3 separate regions of the Mus musculus genome follow, and regions 1 and 2 are each linked to region 3. A link is a contact called in public Hi-C and HiChIP or PLAC-seq data. All regions are on one chromosome and are shown on one strand. Each heading gives the region's core, a stretch centred on a gene start, on an enhancer-like site or on the middle of the called end of the contact. The rest is flanking DNA. Distances are from core to core; before and after follow the strand shown. Region 1 holds the start of Rab6a (RAB6A, member RAS oncogene family). Region 2 overlaps Fchsd2 (FCH and double SH3 domains 2). Region 3 holds the start of Arhgef17 (Rho guanine nucleotide exchange factor (GEF) 17).

Region 1 (4,088 bases), core at 1,369-3,868, 320 kb before region 3:
CTTCTGAGTCAAGATCTTGCTTTGTAGTTAGTCTAGCCTGGTCAGAAACCCTCCATCATCCAGTACCAGCTGCTACTGTGGTTTTAAAACTCAAATATTTATTCATGTTATGACCCAGCTTCTCCTTTTCCTTTTTAGATATACATTCAAAAATTCCACCACTTGTTTGAGAGGAACGTCAGGGAATTTTTTTTTTTGTAATTCTTTATTATTGATTGATTGACTTAGTGTTAGGATTAAACCCAAGACTTTATTATGCAAAGGAAGCACTGTACCCCTGAGCTATTCCTAGCCCCAGAGAGAACATTTTGATAGAGAAGGTTCTGAGATATAGTTGTGTCATTGGTAGGTCAAACTAGACGACACTTTCAGAACTTGTTTCTTCTCCTAATTTATTCATCAGTGAGTCGTCCTGCATTTGATAAGGCACTTGTTTGACCTTGTCAATAACATGTAAAGTATTTTGTGTATAAGATACTTACATAGACTTTTGATGTTTTTACTTATACATTTTTATTTTATGTTTTCAAAGTATTTTTGACAACATCTTATGTAGCTCAGGCTGTCCTCAAACTCACCTATGTAGTTACGTATGATCTTAAACTCCTGTCTCTACTCCCCATTACTGGGTTACAGATGTGAGTTTGGATGTCTTTAAAAGTTTTTTTTTTAAAGATAGATTTATTTATTTATTTATTTATTTATTATATCTAAGTACACTGTAGCTGTCTTCAGTCACACCAGAAGAGGGTGTCAGATCTTATTAAGGATGGTTGTGAGCCACCATGTGGTTTCTGGGATTTGAACTCATAACCTTTGGAAAAGCAGTCAGTGCTCTTACCCGCTGAGCCATCTCTCCAGCCCTAAAAGGGTTTTAATATGTCTGAACAGAGATATCTTTTTAAGATATTGTCCCATGAAATGTTGAAGAATGGCAAAAAATTGTGCAGATGCCAAATTCTCTAATTCAATGGCACCTAACTTTTTTTTATTTTTCATATTCTATGAATAGACTTTATTTAGAACTCTTTTCCCTTCAGTGATGCAAGGTTTCATGCAGCCTAACTTTGATATGTAGCTCAGGCTGGCCTTAAATTTAGGATCCTCTAACCTGTATCTCTCAAGTGCTACGATTATGGGCATGCACCACCATGTCTGGCTCTAGAAGTTTCTTAGGTGTCCTAAAGAGTAGATTTTCTCTCTCTCTCTCTCTCTCTCTCTCTCTCTCTCTCTCTCTCTCTCTCTCTCTCTCTCTGCAGGACCTCACTCTGTATCTTAGGCTAAGCTGGAACTAACTCTATAGCCCAGGTTTGCCAAGCCCTGACAGCAATCCTCCGCCTTAGCTTCCTGGGGGTTGGGATTACAGATGTGAAGCACTAGATAGAAAATTACTAGATTTACAAAGGCCATTATAGAAGTTCCCATATACCACTCCAGACTCCTCTATTAACAGCTTACTTTAATAGGACTGATATGTTATAATAAATCAATCAGTACAAAATACTGTTATTAACTAAAATTCATGCTATACTCAAATTATTTTGTTTTTGTCTGATACTCTCTTTTTAGGGATCCCATTCAGATGAAAAGTTACATTTAATTATGTTATGTAACTGTCCACATTATGCTTAGTTCATGTTTTCTTATGGCATTCACCTTTATCTTATTGGATCTCAAATCTGGTTGACAATTGGAAATGCTTCAGATGGCAAATTTAAGGAAGCCCCACTCAAGCACATCCAGAAGTGCTGCTTTAAGGAGAAAGGATGATCTTTTAAATACTCCTTCTGCAGATTTGTGATTTTGTTGAGGCAGCCCTCTGGAATGTTGTGTGACCTTTTCCAAAGCTGCACCGCTAAGTGGGCAGTCATTTCATATCTGTAATATGTGGAGTTTGGCTTATATGATATCTAAACTCATTTCTAGCATGTAGACGATGGTTATCGTCTGATGTTATGGGCACCTAAAACAACGGCCACTCAACAGAAGATCACGCCAACAGACACTAGGGAATTTGATGGCTTAACGTAAGGAGGTAGCAGAGGTTCAAATAAAACCTTGACTCCATGACATGACTACGTGGATTTTGCAAGTCATTTCCTTCTGTTGGACTCCAATTTCCTCACCCACAAAATGGAGAGGACTTGTTTCTGGTAGTTATGAAACTCCACGGAGTAACGGTGGGAAATCTTATATACACGAAGATGCCGAGCAAGGAATTACGTTTTAGAAGGCTAGGGTAAACGGGTGAAGGGCTAAAGTGAGGAAGGAGAAGCGACGTTAAGGGTTTAGCACCTACAATACACCTTTGAGCGACCCAACCCCACCCACGCATTGCTGCGGTCATTCCACCTTGGTTCCGGCTCCGCCTCCGTCCCACCTTCTTTTCCCTCCTCCTTCCTCCAATCGCCTTGCGTCGCGCCACACTTCCTATGGCTGCCAGAACCCCACACCTTCCTCCGCGCGAGAGTCGCGCGCGCGCTCTCGCGTCGCCACCTCAGTTAGCAGCTGCCTGCCCTCCGCTTTTTCTGATTGGCTCGATTTGTCACTGACGTAAGCGCCCCCTTTTTTTTCTCCCCCCCTTGCTTACCCGGAACTCGGTCCCGCCTCCTCCCGGCTTCTCCAGACGCCAGTCGAAACCTGATCGGCCCCTTTCTCCACCGCACGGGAGGAGCCGGGATTGCTGGCGAAACCAGGAAAGCACTGGCGGCGACGCGCACGCACGCACTCACGCACGCACGTCCGAGGCCGGCAGGGCGGCAGGCTCGCGCCCGGACTCGCCCCGCATCCGCGCCAGAGGCTCGCGCACTCAGCGGGTTGTGCTGCGGTGGTGGCGGCGGCGGCTGCTGTGAGAGCCCGAGCACTGCGCGTGCCGAGACCCAGACGCGTCTGCGGCGCTCGCCTCGCCACCCTCCTCTCTCACCTCAGTCTCCGCGCCGCGTTCTGAGGGAAGGAACGGCGCTAGGCTAGCGAAGCCCGAGCGCACCGCTGGCTGCCTCCGACACCGCCCTGCGTCCCTTCGCGGCCGCGGGCCCGGCTCGGTGCTAGGCGACTCTGCGGGGAGGCGGCGGCGGCGGCTGCCGGTCGGTGGAGGCACTCTCCCTTCAGCCTCGCCCCTCTGCCCGGCCCTGCAGGGGCCGAGAGGACTCGGAGGCTGCCCCTTCAGCTCGGCCCTCTTCGTTAGCGGGTTGGAGCTGCAGCGGTCTGGAAGAGGTCTCTGGGCTGAGGCGGCGGCGGCGGCTCCTCCGGCTCCATCATGTCCGCGGGCGGAGACTTCGGGAATCCGCTGAGGAAATTCAAGCTGGTGTTCCTGGGAGAGCAGAGCGGTGAGTGCGCGACTCCCCCGCTCCTGGCAGCCGGCCGCGGCTTCCCCGCACCGCCCCCAGTGCAGCCCTTCTGGCCGCTGAGGCTCCCCGCCGGCCTCGCTCTTCCTAAAACCCCCACCCCAGCCTTTTCCCCGGGTCCCCCGACTCCTCTTGTCCCTGTCCCTGGCTCCTCCTCGCTAGGATCTATCAGGCTTGTAGCTTAGATCTCTGATCCTCGCCCGGACTCCGCCGCCTGCAGCCGGGCCCTCTCGGGCCGCTCTGTCCTCCTCAGTCCTCACCCCGCCCAGCCTCCTGTCCATCCCTTTCTTCCTTTGCTCTGCGTGGTCTCCACCACCCGGGCCGGCTTTATGGGGCCCCACCCTTATTCCTTGCTCTTTTTCCGGTTCCCATTGGAAGTGAGGTCCCACTCCGAGAAGCCCCCAACTCTGGAGAATGGGCCCCCTCTTCAACCTTGGATGAAGGAGGGTGGGATCTGGGCGTTGTTTTCCCCTGAGGCTTGGCTCGGAGTTGTACTAGTCTCTCGGAAGGTGAGAGAAGAGGTGGTCATGGAGAAAAACAATTCTTGCTCAGTTTACACCTAAATGAAGAATTAGTTAGGGTTAGTGAGCTAATATATTTTAACTGAAGGAGACTTGAAAAGAGGTGGCGTTGCCAGTGATGATTTTGGTCCCTTGGGTTGGGACTGGTTGGAAATCCTTATTTTTCTATTAATTTTCGTCATTGACAATTCTTTTGGCTATATTGATGCCTTTTCAGTCTCTG
Region 2 (3,902 bases), core at 447-2,946, 300 kb after region 3:
TAACCAAAAGACAGAGTTTGGAATATGGTTGATATAAACTATAGTTATTTTGTAATAATAAAAGGGAAAAAGAAGGCAACGTTTTATTTAGTGCACACACACTTTTTTTTTTTTAAGTTTAGGACCTTCCACATCGTACAGTTTGTGAACTCAGTTGCTTCTCTTTTGCTGTAATACCATCAGGCTTTTCAGTCATGAGGGCTAATGTGGATTCACCCATAGTTTTAAACCTATAAATTCTGATCCAATACGTTACTTATCAAACAGTTATTTGCTGAACATTGTCAGTATTTCAGGCTCCATGTTTGACCCTCAAGATTCAATGCTAAACAGACTGGCATGGCCCTTCCTGTTCATAGAGTTCAATAACCAAAAGAAGGACAGGCAAGCGTCAGAAGCACAAGATAAAGCCACGAGGTAAAAAGACAAGAACCATCCAGAGTTCACAGCGATCAAGAGAAGCCCTTAAGGCTGAATGATAATGAGCAAGGCAGGGAGAGAGGATGAGGAAAGGGCCTGTGACATGTGACATGTGAGCTCAGAGGCAAGAGAAGTGCTGGTAGAGCTCAGAGAGGCTTAGTTTAGGGAAAGTGTTGCAGGGAAGGGAAATGGCAAACAGGTGAACAAGGGGTCAGACAGAAGCCATGTCCAAACTATTCGGTCAGTGGTAAAGTTCAAAACAAACAAAACCTATCCTGAACATAATGCCTGGCCAGGGAAGAGTGTTGAATAGTCAGTCATATAAAATACAAGTCAGGGGTATCCTCCCTGATGCAGTGCGAAGTGGGATGTCAGGACCAGGCATGGTTACATATACCTTTTATCTGAGCACTCCAGAGACAGAGTCAGGCAGATCTCTGTGAATTTGAGACTAGCCTGGTATTCATAGTGAGATTCAGACCACCCAGGGCTATGTAATACTATCTTGAAAGGAAATGGGTTGGCAGAAATAACTGGAATAGGAAATTGCTAAGAAATAACAAAAGAACTTGGTAGGTTAGCAGTATAGCTCTGTGTTAGAGTGTACACTTTGCATGTGCGAAGTGCAAAGGTTTGATCACTAGCACTGCTAGTTAACTGTTAAAAAGCTTTGATTTCTTTCCTTTCTTCCCTGTTTTCTGGTACTCATACTCAGATAGCTAGTATAATGCCTAAGTACAGTTGACACTCAATAGCAATATCATTCAGACTACATAGGAATATAGTTCACCTTAAACTGCACGCCTTGTTCATGATACCTATATTATCATGTCTTGTATATAGGTAAAATGAGCTATTTCTTCCAAACAAGATTATTAGGATGAGCTACTAAGAATATTTCTAAGTCAAAAACTTCATATCAGAAAACATGTCTCTTTTTAAAACAAATTCATGAAAATCATGATTTAAGGTAGAAATTTTAATTCCATCTCAACACACTACAGTGTCCAAAATGTTCATAACTATTTGAAGTTTATATTTAAGGCATTTCTAGTATAGGGGAATGCCAGGGCCAGGAAGTTGGAGTGGGTGGGTTGGGGAGCGGGGGGGGGGGGGAGGAGATAGGAGATTTTTGGAGAGGAAACTAGGAAAGGGGATAAGATTTGAAATGTAAATAAAGAAAATATCTAATTAAAATTTTTTAAATATATTTAAGGCATTTATTTGCACTGCCTGTTTATAGTACTCAATGGTGCCATCTAGTGGTAAAAGAAGATTCAGCACTATTACTCTGCTTCGGGGACAGGTTTTGTTTTATTTCAAGTCAATTTTATATTAAAAGCTTGATGTAAAAGCCAGACACAAAGTACAAAAATAATTATTGTAAAATTTATATACATGATTCTTATAAATAACATACTAACATACAAGGAATAAAATAAATAAATAACATTCAAGGAATAAAAGAAAGAAGAACAATGTTAGATATCATAATTTAGCCCTGACTGTCCTAGAACTCAATCTGTAGGTCAGGCTGGCTTTGAACTCAGAGATCCCCTGCCTCTCCCTGAGATTAAAGTGCTGGGATTAATGATGTATCCCTCCACCACTTGGTTTAAAACACGTTTTTCAAAAGATACTTGAGAAAGTGAAAAGAGCAGCCCATAAAATGAAAGGAAATATTTACAAATTATTTATCTTGCAAAACTCTGCTATATACAATACATAAAGAGTTATTGCCATTTGAAATCAGAAATAGACTCCAACTGAGATGTATGAAGCAGAGGCTGGAGATGTAGCTCAGTTAGTGAACTATTTGGCCAGCAGTTCAGTTTCTATTACTGTATAAACCAGGTGTGGCAGCACATACCTGGAATCTCAGGTGGAAACTAAAGGGTCAAAAGCTAAGGGTGGGCCAGTGAGATGGCTAAGTGGGTAGAGGCACTTGTGTGCAGGCCTAACAATCTGAGTTGGATCCCCAGATTCTGCAGCACAGCGGGGAAAAAAAATCAGAATTGTACTCTGACTGCCACATATGCACCATGATGCATGTATGTCTTCTGTAAGTAAATATTTTTCTTTGAAAGTTGGAAGTACTTTTAGTTGTATTACAAGTTCAAGTGGTGCTACAGGAGACCCTGTCTCAAAAAAAAAAAAAAGCCAAAGGTTTGAATTAGATAATTCGCCATAGAAAATAGATCAGTATATAGCAAAACATGTAAGGGACTCACAGACAAGTAACTCCAGTCTAAGGAGATCTGATGTTCTCTTCTGACTGCCATGAACACTGTACACTCTATGTGTGTACAGACAGACATTCAGGCGAACACTCATCCACATAAAATAATAAAATATCAACAATAATACCAATAAAGAGCACAATGAATAACACACACACACACACACAAATAAGTGGTGGCAAGGACACAGAGAATCTTCATGAATTGTTGGTTGATAGGGTGCAGCACTCTGGAAAACAAAGTTGCCATATGGCCAAAGGCAGTTCTACTCCTGTGTGTCTCCCCTGGGAACTAGAAGCAGGTGCCAACGCTAAAATAAAGGTAGAAGTGAAACTCTAAAACAAAAACATTTTATTTGGACGTAACAAAAAAATAATACTGCAATCCAGAACACATGCACACACGCTGAAATGACCTCTAGAATGTCTAGGAAACAAAGGAAGGTTTGGCAGCTTTGTTGAGACAAAGAAATTTGAAAGCCATTATGAAAGAAAGCTCATTGGCACTTTGTGTGTTTGAGAGAACTAGGGAGCTCTCATTGGAGAGCAGCAACAGTCACTGTGCAAAACTAGCTCCGTGACAGTTTTGTTAATTGATGAGAAGAGAAAAATGTAGATTTTTAAAAGATAAGGCTGCTGTTTTGATAGTTTGGAATGGCAGGAAAGTTCTTAGAATATCTATGAGAGCTGAGTGTTTTCCCTTTGACCTCTCTAAGATGTGCGTGACGGGAGTGTAATCTATGTAGACAAACACGTGGGCATAAATGTTCATGACATTTTATGTTTTCTCTCAGATTGCTCTGTAGCAAATATATACTAAATCCTAATTCTACCACTAATGGAGGAGACTTGTGTTTATTGTATATGTGTTCCAGGCTCTGTGCCTGGATTCTTTCTTTCTGATAGTCCCTGTAAAATTCCTACATCTAATTGTCATGAAGTGGCTACAGAAGCAGATAAGCAAAGATCAGAAACTAGATGTTTTTGTCTCCAAAATATTCTGGTTTTTTTCCTAAGCTTTAGCAATATTAGATTTTTCCCCTTGTTGGTTGCTATTCATTAGAAATTCAGCACTACCCTAGTAACTGCTCACTGTTCACACGCTCTTATGTAATGCTCTATGCCTTTTGTCAGTTTATTAATAGGTTTTGAAATTGAACATTTCTACATTTTTAAAGACAAAGGAATTATGTGCCAAAGCACTATCATAATTTTTGGCTTCTATAATATTCCTCTCTTTCAG
Region 3 (4,009 bases), core at 1,448-3,947:
TTAGAGTTCAGCGAGCCCAGAAGATTGCTGTCCACAGAGAACCCTGAGGGCTCCTCAGAGGTGGCAGCCCGATGACGCTGTGGAATAGGGTCACTCAGGGACCTGTAGGCCTCACTAGCCTCCCCATTACTTAGTTCAGTTCCATTAGGGCCTGAAGGTGGCACTTTTCGTCTCCTGCGGAGGGCACCTGGAGTTGGAGGGGTCTCAGGAGACACAAGGGCCCTCCCACCCAGGCTGTCTTCTGTCCCGGCCCCAAGGTGGTGGTTTGTCTGCGCTGAAGTAGAGGAAAGGGGTCGCCACACTCCTGCAGGATCTAAGCTGCAAAAGGCAGCACCAAGAGGTTCAGGGTCTGCTCCAATGCCCTCATCCGTCAGGTTGGACTCAGGGCCAGAGAGCTCCTCCTGAGACCGATGCCCTTGGGTCATATCCCCTGCCCAGTCAGGACTTGTAGGGCAGACATCATTTCCATCGTCCTGCTGTGCACCCATTCGCTGTATCTTCTCAAAAACCTGACGGGCTTCCTGTACATACTGATCCTGGACCACGAGTGGCAATGGGTCTTCCTCTGCCCCAGAACCTGCCAGTAGGAGCTCTGAGGAGCTAGGCTTCAAGGCACTGGTGCGGAGCAGGCGCCGGGCCATGGGCTTTTCCGAACAGCTGAATGACTTTGCTCTGCGTAGGGTAGCTGTCAGGTCCTTGAGGGTGGGCCGGGTGGTGGGTGACGTTGGACTTTGAGACAGTGTGGACTCCGATTGTTCCATTGGGCTACCTGCTGATGGTGAGTCTCTGCCATCTAGGGGCCTGTTCCCAGGGCCCCCACTGGGCTTTCGGACCCTCAGTTCTGAAAGGTCTGAACGAAGGAAACTGAGCAGCGTCAGGGTTTCAGAGGCGATATCTGGATTCGATAGGGACTTTCGTTGTCGGTTCTTATCTAGGTCCAGTCCTCCATCCCTCAGCGGCCTGGCAGTGCCTACAGGTCCCTTACTGCGGGACCTCGTCTGGGGCCGCAGAAGAAGCCCATCTCCAGTTCCAAAACTTGGGGATCGATATACACCCCAGCCCACAGAACTACGGCTTGACCATAGGTCGTCATCTTTGAGGGTCTCTGTGCTGGAATAGCGACTACTTCCTCGGGAGCCAGCTGGGCTGGCCAGGTACGCAGGAAAGCTCACCTTAGCCACACGGAAAGGTGCACCCCCAGTGTCGGACATAGGCCTTAAGCTCTCTTGGGGACCTGGGAGGCATGGCTGTGTACCAGTACCCCACTCATCCATTGAGGTTCTTGGAGACGTCGGAGGTTCGGGGCTCCCGACACCCCCCGCTGATCCCAAGCCTCCCGGATTTAGCTCGTCACTGTCCTGGCTGCAGCCGTGAACCAACTGAGAGCGTCCAGGCCGGAGACCTCTCCCTCTCCAGCGACGGCCATCCTCACCATTTGGGTCCTCGTCACTGCCCGAAGAGTGGCCGCCGAGGTAGGCCGGACTCTGAGGCCCAAGCTGCGACTGCGGTCCCTCCTCTTCCTCCTCGCTGGAACTAGCAGCCCGGCTGCGGCTGACAGGATAGGAGGAGGCAATGGAGGAGGAGGAGGAGGCCCGGGCCCCGGCCTGCGGTTGGGAGAAGCTATGCCAAGAATGTAAACCATCCGCCGGACGCTGCGCCCGCTCCTGTTGCTGGTGCTGCCGACGTCGCCTCCCCTCGATCCCGGGCCCGGACAGCGGCCGCGCAGAACGCAGGCCAGCCAGAGGAAAGCACGTTCGAGGAGGTGGCGTCGGAGGTTGCCGGGGATCGCGAGTTGGGGGCTCCCACGAAACTCTGTCGGGGCTGGTCGACCCCAGGGCCTCAGAGTCCATACTGGGTCGTCTGGAGCTCGGACCGCCGAAGAGTTTGCGCATCTCTGTGACGCTGGGCCAGGCCCCACGTTCAGAGCCTTCCGCAGCTTCTTCTGTGGTGCCGGAGGAGCAGCCCCCGTCCCGGGTACCAGTGGAGTCGTCGTCCAGACCCGCCGCGTCGAAGCGCCGGGAGAGCTGGCGCACCGATGGCGAGAGGCTGCGGAGCGGGCGCGGCTGCGCGGGGGCGGCCGGGGGCCCCGACGCCAGCTTGGACACGCGCCGGGAGGGCTGGCCCGGGACTGCCGCGGCTGGCCGGCACGAAGCTCGGCGCCGCAACCCAGGGGTGTCCGCGTCCTCCTCCCTCGGCCCCGGTCCGCCGCTCCAGCGCTCCAGCAGTTTAAACGAGACGCTGCGATAAAGTGGGGGTCGAGGTGACCCGTCCGCCATGGTTGGTGCTAGTCACTCCGGGGGGGCTGGCCTCGGGACGCCGCGGCCAACCCCCCCTGCACTCCCACTCCGAGGGCGCGCAGTGGCCACGGTCCGAGAGCCTGGGTCCTGCACCCGCAGCGTGCGGCGGCTGTGGAGGAGGGTGCGGAGACGTGAGCAGAGGTTTATCAGTCGAAGATCAAGTTTCCGCGGCTACAAAAGGCAGGAGTTCCATCCTGGGCGGCCCCTCTCGCCCCTGCGGCGACCCCAGGCCCAGCCTTAGCCTCTGCGGGAGAGGCCAGGGACATCGCGGTCCTGCCGGTGAGGGGCCTAAGGCTCGGTTCCTGCACTCAAAGTCCGCCTGCCAAGCCCGGCGGCCCGCCTGCCTCCCCTCGAGCTCCCGCTCCAGCTCCCTTTCCCTCCCTCTAAGCAGCTAGCTCTCTGCTCCCTTTTGTTGCAAATAAACTTTGAGGCAGAGGAAAGGGGGCGGGGGGCGGGGCCTGGCGCCCAAAAGAGGGGGTGGGCTCCGGGAGCGCGCGAGGCTGGGAACACTGTGGGGGGAGGGAATCGGGGAGGAGCCGAAGGAGAAACAGGATGCTAGGACTTTTGTAGACCAAAACGACCCTCTAGGGGAGTCGGCTGCGAAAGCCGCGGGCTGATCCTCCCTGGGGACTCCTTCAGATACCCACAGGAGCTGAGAGTGGACAGCTCTGCATAAAGTAGTCCCCGCTTTCACGCGGGAACCTCTGCCGCAGGGGCTCCAACATGGCAACCCAAGACCCAAAAACTCAGGTACACACCGAAACTCAGGTACACGCAGAAACTCTCCTGGCCGGAAAAGAGGTGGGGCCCAGGGAGACGTAGGTGGGGCAGGCCCACCGGAGCGCTTGTGGTTCCCCACCTTGCTCAGACCACGCCCCGTACTCATCCTTCAGTGGCGAATCCCGCCGCACCACGCCCATGTCCCGCCCCTCACTCTCCCAAACGCTCCACCTATCTCCCACCTCCCTCTGGTTTGTCCCTCGCTGACTGTCCCTTAACCCACCCAATGCTGCTTTAGCAGTCCCACCACTCAGGACTATTACACACAACTTCCCCCGCCATTTTTCCAGTTGCCACGCCCCCTGCCCTCTAAGGCCTGGCGTCCTCTAATCTCTAAGACTCCGCTCCCCACGTCTTTCTGCGGTCGGGGTACGTTGCTCTTGCGCCCTCTGCGGGCAAGATTCTCCGCTTTCTCCAAACTCCGTAGAGATAAAACTTCATCTTCCCACAACCAACCATAGAAGGGTTAGGAAGGTTTCACTTGCTTACAGGCGTTTCCTGCCCCCTTTGGCAAGCACTCTGCCCTTTCTTTGGCCTCCTGCACAAAAGGTGTTTGCACGGGAACGCCCTCAACTTCCCTCCGCCAAACCTATACTCCTACCTGTGGGTGCTCCACCCTCCAGACCAGGAAGGTGTCTCTCCCGCTGCAACAATGATCTACCCTAGACCTCCCCTCCCGCTCCTGCTGCAGTCTAGCAAGTCTAAAATTGTTCTGGTTACTGGGATGTCAACTTCGCACCTCTGTTAGGTCCCTTTTTGCCCAGAGGCTTTAAATGTAGGACTCCACACCTAAATGAATGAAAATATATGGACTGCCTAGGACGTACGGGTAACATTTTAAGTATTTTATTTAATCCTTAGGCCACCCTTGGGGATAGATGTTATTAGAGAAGTCACAATAGCCATTGCAGAAGTCAGAGGGAAAGGATAGC

The links. Hi-C and Micro-C count contacts between places; a contact is called where the count stands out from the background. HiChIP or PLAC-seq counts read pairs in DNA pulled down with a chosen protein or histone mark.
Region 1: an H3K4me3 HiChIP or PLAC-seq map of embryonic stem cells shows a contact between it and region 3, with 13 read pairs. The contact joins the promoter of Rab6a here to the promoter of Arhgef17 in region 3. A contact is called at or near these places in 1 of 39 promoter capture datasets (embryonic stem cells), 2 of 484 Hi-C or Micro-C datasets (both in embryonic stem cells) and 4 of 115 datasets of contacts at active chromatin or transcription factors (embryonic stem cells, extraembryonic endoderm stem cells and trophoblast stem cells).
Region 2: a Hi-C map of bone marrow-derived macrophages shows a contact between it and region 3, with 28 read pairs. The contact joins the enhancer-like site here to the promoter of Arhgef17 in region 3. A contact is called at or near these places in 17 of 39 promoter capture datasets (the 3T3-L1 cell line, 3T3-L1-derived adipocytes, the C10 cell line and 9 more), 3 of 15 datasets of contacts at CTCF or cohesin (the NIH/3T3 cell line, large pre-B cells and stem cell-derived epiblast-like cells), 29 of 484 Hi-C or Micro-C datasets (the 3T3-L1 cell line, 3T3-L1-derived adipocytes, the AML12 cell line and 20 more), 16 of 115 datasets of contacts at active chromatin or transcription factors (the HPC-7 cell line, the NIH/3T3 cell line, T-cell acute lymphoblastic leukemia and 12 more) and 2 of 9 other capture datasets (adipose tissue and pancreatic islet).

The regions. Positions count from the first base shown.
Region 1 is chr7:100,604,968-100,609,055 of GRCm38.p6, forward strand. Rab6a (RAB6A, member RAS oncogene family) reads left to right here and starts at 2,619. Exons shown (of 8, transcript NM_024287.4): 1 at 2,619-3,326. The coding sequence starts at 3,257. It also overlaps a transcript of Mrpl48 not described here.
Region 2 is chr7:101,229,970-101,233,871 of GRCm38.p6, forward strand. All of the region lies in intron 8 of Fchsd2 (FCH and double SH3 domains 2), which reads left to right. Among named protein-coding and RNA genes, the nearest start is that of Gm50587, 27 kb to the right of the region's middle. Within about 2 kb of position 1,697, at least 17 of the 459 cell types and tissues checked have an H3K27ac peak or open chromatin away from gene starts, as enhancers often do. A contact at or near this core is called in the HPC-7 cell line, bone marrow-derived macrophages and pro-B cells, where this site is marked.
Region 3 is chr7:100,929,464-100,933,472 of GRCm38.p6, forward strand. Arhgef17 (Rho guanine nucleotide exchange factor (GEF) 17) reads right to left here and starts at 2,698. Exons shown (of 21, transcript NM_001081116.1): 1 at 1-2,698. The coding sequence starts at 2,276.